2 separate regions of the Gossypium hirsutum genome follow, and region 2 is linked to region 1. Evidence: chromatin contacts called from public Hi-C data. All regions are on one chromosome and are shown on one strand. The core of a region is the stretch at or near the end of the contact, and the rest is flanking DNA. Distances in the headings are between cores, read along the strand shown. Region 1 holds the start of LOC107901919 (heat shock 70 kDa protein, mitochondrial). Region 2 has its middle 50 kb from the start of LOC121210435.

Region 1 (3,499 bases), core at 562-3,061:
CCTTCGAGAGATCAATGTTATCAGTTCTATTATATTCACTCACCAAGTATTCTAATAGTGCATTGTCAAAGTCCTCTCCACCCAAGAAAGTGTCTCCATTTGTTGCTTTTACCTGATAAAAAGGCTCTCCAAGTCAATCAATTTAGCAAAGCATGAATAAAACAAATAAAGAAATACAAGCATACCTCAAAAACACCATTCGAAATTTCTAATATAGAAACATCAAAAGTACCACCTCCAAGGTCAAATACTGCTATGATACCCTCCTTGTTATTCATCCCATAGGAAAGCGCGGCAGCAGTTGGTTCATTGATAATCCTTTCGACATCTAACCCAGCAATCCGCCCAGCATCCTTGGTGGCCTGCCTTTGTGCGTCATTAAAATATGCAGGAACAGTGATAACAGCTTTGGTCACCGTTTTACCAAGGTATGCTTCTGCGGTTTCCTTCATCTTTGTTAGAACAAATGCACCAATCTGGCTCGGGGAATAAGTTTTTCCATTGGCTTCAAGCCAGGCATCCCCATTGGGAGCTCTAACTATCTTGTAAGGTACCATCTTCATTTCTTTCTGTGTCTGAGCATCATCAAAACGTCTCCCAATCAGACGTTTTGTTCCAAAAAATGTGTTTGTTGGGTTGGTCACAGCCTGCCGTTTGGCTGGTGTTCCAACAATTAGCTCCCCCTGCTGGTTGAAGGCAACCACAGATGGTGTGGTTCTAGCTCCTTCAGCATTCTCAATTACCCTAGGATTCTGCAGAATACATACAAAGGACTTGAACAATCTGAATAAAATAGTTCCCATTTTCACAAAAAGAAATCCAAAATATATACTTCAACAAAGATCAATAATATTAGTCAGGAAGAATAATCTACCTTTCCCTCCATAACTGATACACATGAGTTGGTTGTACCCAGGTCAATACCAATAACATCATTACCAACAGGTCTTGAGCTGTAATGCAGGAATAACATCTTAGCAAATAATTAGCCACTGAGATTTGATAATGTTTTGAAGATATTTAAGAATACCTGAAGGATCTTGCCAAGGATGCCCATTTGACCAGTGGAGACCTAGCCAAGGATGTCTTTGCATTTCCAGTCAACTATATTAAGAATAAGAAACACTAGTAAGCTTCAGTGGCCAATTACAAAAAGTCCACCAGCAATATCTCATCAGAAAGAAACGAAACAACAATATTTCAATTTCTTTAAGTAAAGGTAAACCCAGAATCTTTCATAACCACAAACACATTGTAATCAGCAATTATAACAATTCAACAGCTGTTGCCTAACTAATGATGAACCAATCGAAGTTTAACTTAAACCCAAAATAAGTCCTAAAAGCTTTTTATTTTATATAGTTGATATAATTTGATCAAAAGGCTAGGCTAAGACCCAAAAAGATGAGAGAAATGAAAGAAATGAGAAAAAAAAACTCCATTGATGGTATTGCAACATAAAATCTTTGGCCTTTAAACAAACGAAAAAAGCGGGCAAAGACTCGACCATGTTCCCCAGAAATAGAGGAATCAAGTTATTACAGAGTTCTAAAATGAGTTAACATGAAAGAAAAAGAAAATGGAAAAAAATAAATCACATCAACCAAAAAGCAACAAAGACAGGAAAACGCAAAAGACCCAAGATAAAGAGAAACTTACGGATCTGCAAGCGGAGTGAAGCTCACGGCGCTGTAAAGCACGGCGGAGAACAGAAGCAGCCATGGTAAGAGCAAGATGATGAAGACCGTAGGGTTTAAAAGGCTGTGCTAGGGTTTTAGCAAATCTGATTGGTGGGCTTTATTTAACATTAAGGGATTTGTGATTGAATGACTGTTTTACCCTTGCCTAATTTTGAGAAGGACGGTTCCGTTGGTGGGCTTGGAAGGGTAAAATAAGAATACGATTAGAATATGTCAACGTTCAAAAGTTAGGGATCGTGGGCAACAAGAAATATGAGCAAAACTAATCCCTCAATATCTTTAGGGGTTTTTTATTTAGTGAAATACTTAATAAAATGTTTAATATGATATTTATATTTTGAAAATATTTAATTTAGTATTTTAACTATTAATATATATTTTATTATGATATATGTATTATAAACAAAAATAATATATAAAAGATGAATATGTGGATTTCTATTGCATTCTATATTTTTCATCATATGTACAAGTAGTATATTTCTCTCTCTATATATAGGGAGATTAGACTCTTCATATTCTAATACATAAATAGGAAATTAGTTACAAGAAGATGAAATGTGAAGATGAAATGTTTAAGGTTAAAGAAGATGAAAGGTGGAAGGTTGAGGGCGATGAAAAGTGAAAGGTTGAACATCCACTTAATAGCATTCAAAACACCCCTTGAATGTTCATTGTATAAATAATATGCCTAATTAAAAACCTTATTAGGAAAAAGAGTATATAATCATTTGATACATTGTATATCACAACAAAAAAAAATGTAGTGTAAATTTACTCCCCCTCATGTAAGTATCATTTAGGATCTTTGAGACAACGCAATCAAATGTTGAAAATTAACTTCTCAAATGTGGCAGTAGGGAGATCCTTAGTAAAAAGATCTGCTAAATTCTCACTTGAACGAATCTATTGAACATTTATATCTCCATTCTTTTGTAGATTATTAGTGAAGAAAATTTTTGGTGATATATGTTTTATTCTATCACCCTTAATTTATCCCTCATTAAGTTGTGTAATGCAAGTTATATTATCTTCATATAAGACTGTTAGAGCTTTTTTTTCAGAGCATAAACCACAATTTTTTCATATGTGATGAATTACAGACCTTAGCCACACACATTCACGATTAGCCTCATGGATTGCAAAAATTTCAACATGATTAGAAAAAATAACAACAATTGTTTGTTACATAGAACGCCAAGAAATTGCAGTACCACTATATGTGCAAACATAACCAGTTTATAATTGAGCATTATGAGGATTAGTAAGTACCCTACATTTGCAAATCCAACCAATTATGTTTTGGGTAGGTTAGGGAAAAATAAACGCATATCTCTTGTACCTTGAAGATAATGAAAAATATGCTTGACCCTATTCCAATGACTTCGGGTTGGACAAAAGCTAAATCTTACTAATAATTTGATAGCAAATGATATATCTGGTCGTGTATAACTAGCAAGATACATCAATGCACCAATAGCACTTAAATATGGTACTTCAGGACCAAGAAAATCTTTATCATTTTCTTGAGGATAGAAAATGTCTTTATTTACATTAAGTGACCTAACAACCATTAAGGTGCTCAACGGATGTACGTTAGCATGTAAAATCTTCTTAGCACTTTTTCTATATATGTTGTTTGATGCACAAGGATTCCATTCTTTAGGTGCTCAATTTGTAACCCTAGACAAAATTTTGTCTCTCCAAGGACTTTCATTTCAAATTCTTTTTTTTAAGCACTTCATTGTCATTAAAATCTCTTCAGAAGTCCCAATGATATTTAAATCATCAACATACAC
Region 2 (3,922 bases), core at 227-2,726, 870 kb before region 1:
ACATGGACTAAAATTAATCAAATAAAAGTAGAAGGAATAAATCCACAAGTTTTGCAAAGTACAGAGACTAATAGCAGAATTTAACCTAAAAAAAACAATTAAAGGGTAAAAGTATAATGGGAGCCATTGTATTAAGAGTTAGTTTTTATTTTGCCCTTTTACCCAAAAAAATGGGCAAATTAGTCCCATTAAATTTGATCAAAGAGTAAAACTGATCATTTTTGCTAAAAATTTCATCCATTTCTGACATTGCTAACAGAATAATCAAACAATTATATATGACGTGTCATGTGTACCTCATTTAAACATACATGGATAAATTTTTAACAGTAAAAATAGATAGAATTTTTAATAGAATGATCAATTTACTCTTCAATCTAATATATAATAATTAATTTATTATTTTTTTAACTAAAGAGGACAAAATATAATTTGCACTTGAAGATCCGAAGAGAAAAATGTAGATGTGTCAAACATTCTAGTACATAGTATTAGCATATAGTATGAAAGCACTAGATGATAGGAAATGCAATTTATAGCTGATAATTAGTGGCATGATGTGATATTTTAACTATACAAATCTAATATTTAAATGAAGCTCCAAATAAGCCAAAGCCAACAGGAATGCTGCTTTCAATTGTTGATGTAAAGCCGAGGAAGATGTGCCAAGTGCCACGCGGTGGTACAATAATTTCAGTGTACCAGAAACAGCTCTTTATTTCTCATAATCTTGCAGGCACCAGATGCTGCAAATTGATTGAGTTATGAGATTAAATTATTAATGAGAATATGGCATGAAATAATGGAGAATTTATTTTGATTCCTTCTGGCTAGCTTGTTCTGATTCTGCCAATAATTTTAGTTAGTATTTCTTCTCTACCCAATTCACCTTTCTCCTAAGGATGCTAATCATAAGGCCATATGCGTATAATATATGATTACGAATTGAAGAGAATGAATATACCCTTTTATCATACACATACACTTAAAAATACTTTACCTTAAATTCCGATAACCTAGACCTTTATCTGCGATGGTTTGATTCTTCTCATGTGTTGATTCTAGGTTTATATGCACCACTAATTTTTTTATTTGTTTTCCCCGTACAAGTTTCTGGATTTTGGCAAACTAACAAACACATTTCCAATAATTTAAATAGACGAAGGGTTGTCATTGTCAATCAACAACTCAAGTGACCACAAAAAATGTAGATTTTCTCTACACTTGATGAGTAAACGTTCAAAGCTAATGACCCCAACTTCCAATATTCAACATCAGGTAGGTATAGCCGTACAGATGGCAAGTTGAAGGAGACTGAAACTTTCTTTTTTTGTTTTTTTTTTTAAATTTACCTTTCTGAATGTTAAAGAAAAGATGAAAAGGAAAGAACAAGAAAGGCATGTGATGGTGGCGGTGAATAGTGGGACAGATGCAGAAATCCTAGCAGTATAGGAAGCATAAGATGATAGAGAGGCTAGAGGTAGCTGTTTCAGTGTGTAATAATAGCAGTAGGAGATAAAGACTAATGGAGCCGTGACCACCTGCAGATGACCCAACTTTAAAATTATCTGTTTCTTAGTGTACCCAAATGGCAATTGAATTATTCAGAAATTGATCTTAGATTGTAAGTCATAATAAAAGGAGCTGAAATAGTTCTTAAGCGTCTCAATTTTGAAGTCAACACAAACATGTGATGTTCCCATATCCTGCAATTTGCAAACCTATAGCACAACAATGATATAAGTCCACCAGGCCCTACCATTTGGGATCTCTCTTGCCCCACACTTCTCCAACGAAATAAGTCTGCTAGGTTTGGATGCCTTTCTCTGCCTAAAAAACCTTTATTTTTTAAAGGGTAAATTGCACTAAGAGTCACCTCCTTATTTGTAAGTTTTCATTCCAGTCAATAGACGGTAAAAAGTTTCAAAATCATCACTAAATTTGTGTATTTGTAACGTTTGGTCATTTGTCCATTTGTCCATTAACCCCTTGACAGAATTATGAGGTCCAATGTTTTATATAGGATTGATATCTAATTTAGCCCATTAAATTTCTATATATTTTTAACAATAAATCCAAAAACATCTAAAAAAATCATAAAATTCTAAAAACAAATTGAAACTTTATTTTCTAAAACTATAAAAAGTATTTTTTAATGATTATAATTATGTGAACTTTCTAAAATATTTTAGCCACGATTTAGCCCTTAAACTACATTGATTTTCTTATTCTTGCTAATTTTTTTTCTCAGATCGGTACTTACATTCTGTTTATCACTTTAGTCCAATAATGTTAAAATATGTTTTGGAAACCAACTAACATATGTCACCTATTAAATTGTGGCACGTGGCACTTCCATCATATTAGAATCCTCCTCATGCCATCTATGGAGATAAAAAATTAACATATATATAATAGAAAATGGAAAAATTGATTTTAAAAAAAATAAAATTTTAGAAATTTCTAAAATATATAAATAAATATTCAAAAATAAAAAATTAGTTAAATTTCTAGAAAATTAAAAAACTTGGTAAATTTTAAAAATCTAGAAACTTTTGGAATATATAAATATAAGCTAAAAATAAAAATTTTAAAATTTTAAAAAATAAAAATTTAACATTTTGTTTAACTCTAGGAAACTAAAAAATATGTCAAAATTCAATATATATATAAACTCTAGACAAATTACAATGATTTTAATATATGTTGAAAAAAAAAACCTAAAATATATTGAAAAATTCTAAAAACTGGAAAAAAATTAGACATTAGAAAATTAAAAGCATATATAATTAAAAATATATAAAAATTATTGAAAATGGTAATAACTTCAAAAATATATTTGTTATAAAAGACTCAACAACAATATATATATATATAAACTTTCTTAAAATATTAAAAAGTGTAAATTAAAATTCAGTCAATGTTTATCAATAATCAATCAAAGTCAACCGTATTGTTTTAAAAATTGTTAAAATTTTTACAGACTTTTTAAAAATATATATATTTTAATTTTACAAATTTTAGATTATATATATTAATGTAACGCGCCAAAATTTATATATATATATTTTTGTGATTTTATGACATAAATTTGTAGCTGCTTCAATAATTAAGTGTTCCAAGTGTGTGTGTGTGAGGTCCCAAGTTCAAACCTTTCATTGGGTAAATTTTAGGTTTTTTTTTTTCTGAATAAAGTCTTCACCTTGTTCAATAGACTTATATTTAAGTATTTGTAAAACCATATTAGAATGGGCTTATTGGTTTGGTGGTTAAGTTGAGTGCTAGATTGCTGAAGGTTTTGTGTTCGAATCATTGCGTGAGCGTGGAGTCTATTTTTGCTTGTTTGACAGTGAGAGTTTCGGTCAAACAGGAATTTTGAGTAGTGGGTAGTTGCTAGAGAAAAATAAGGGGAATTTGAGATATTGGAATCCTTTGTTTTTTCAAAATTTCATTTCTTTCTCTCCCTCTCAAAGTTTCTGACATTTCATTTGTTTTTCCTCTTCCATTCTCCCTGCTGAAATCCTCCTCTCTACTTCACTATCATTACTGTTTCTTTTATTTTTATTTTTTCGTTCTTTCTACAAACAAGTGACCAAGGATCATAGTTTTTGCGCTTTTGAGCCTTGTTGCTAAGTTGATTAAGTGTGTTTCGAATTTGTAACGAATATTCTGTTAATAGGGGGCTGATTTTGGTATTTAGGTGGAAGATAGGGCTTGAGTGTTGCGAAATTACCATTACTTGCTCGATGTAAGGAAGTTGTTAGATTAAGGGGAATGTTCCTTTTGATGGTGACTTTTAGAATTGTTAATTAGGGGATTAACTGAATGATACTTTGGTCGAATATAGGTTCTGGAGTGTTCAGGGTTTGTTTCAGCATCAAACCATAACAGGTGTGTACCCGAAACGCAGGAAACGGGGTTC

Evidence for each region. Hi-C and Micro-C count contacts between places; a contact is called where the count stands out from the background.
Region 2: a Hi-C map of leaf shows a contact between it and region 1, with 2.2 times the contacts expected there. The contact joins the enhancer-like site here to the promoter of LOC107901919 in region 1. A contact is called at or near these places in 2 of 34 Hi-C or Micro-C datasets (both in leaf).

Annotation. Positions count from the first base shown.
Region 1 is chrA11:57,283,925-57,287,423 of Gossypium_hirsutum_v2.1, reverse strand. LOC107901919 (heat shock 70 kDa protein, mitochondrial) reads right to left here and starts at 1,811. Exons shown (of 6, transcript XM_041081994.1): 1 at 1,660-1,811; 2 at 1,031-1,104; 3 at 875-953; 4 at 186-752; 5 at 1-112. The coding sequence starts at 1,722.
Region 2 is chrA11:58,156,130-58,160,051 of Gossypium_hirsutum_v2.1, reverse strand. No RefSeq gene overlaps it. Among protein-coding and RNA genes, the nearest start is that of LOC121210435, 50 kb to the left of the region's middle. Within about 2 kb of position 1,476, at least 3 of the 9 cell types and tissues checked have an H3K27ac peak or open chromatin away from gene starts, as enhancers often do. A contact at or near this core is called in leaf, where this site is marked.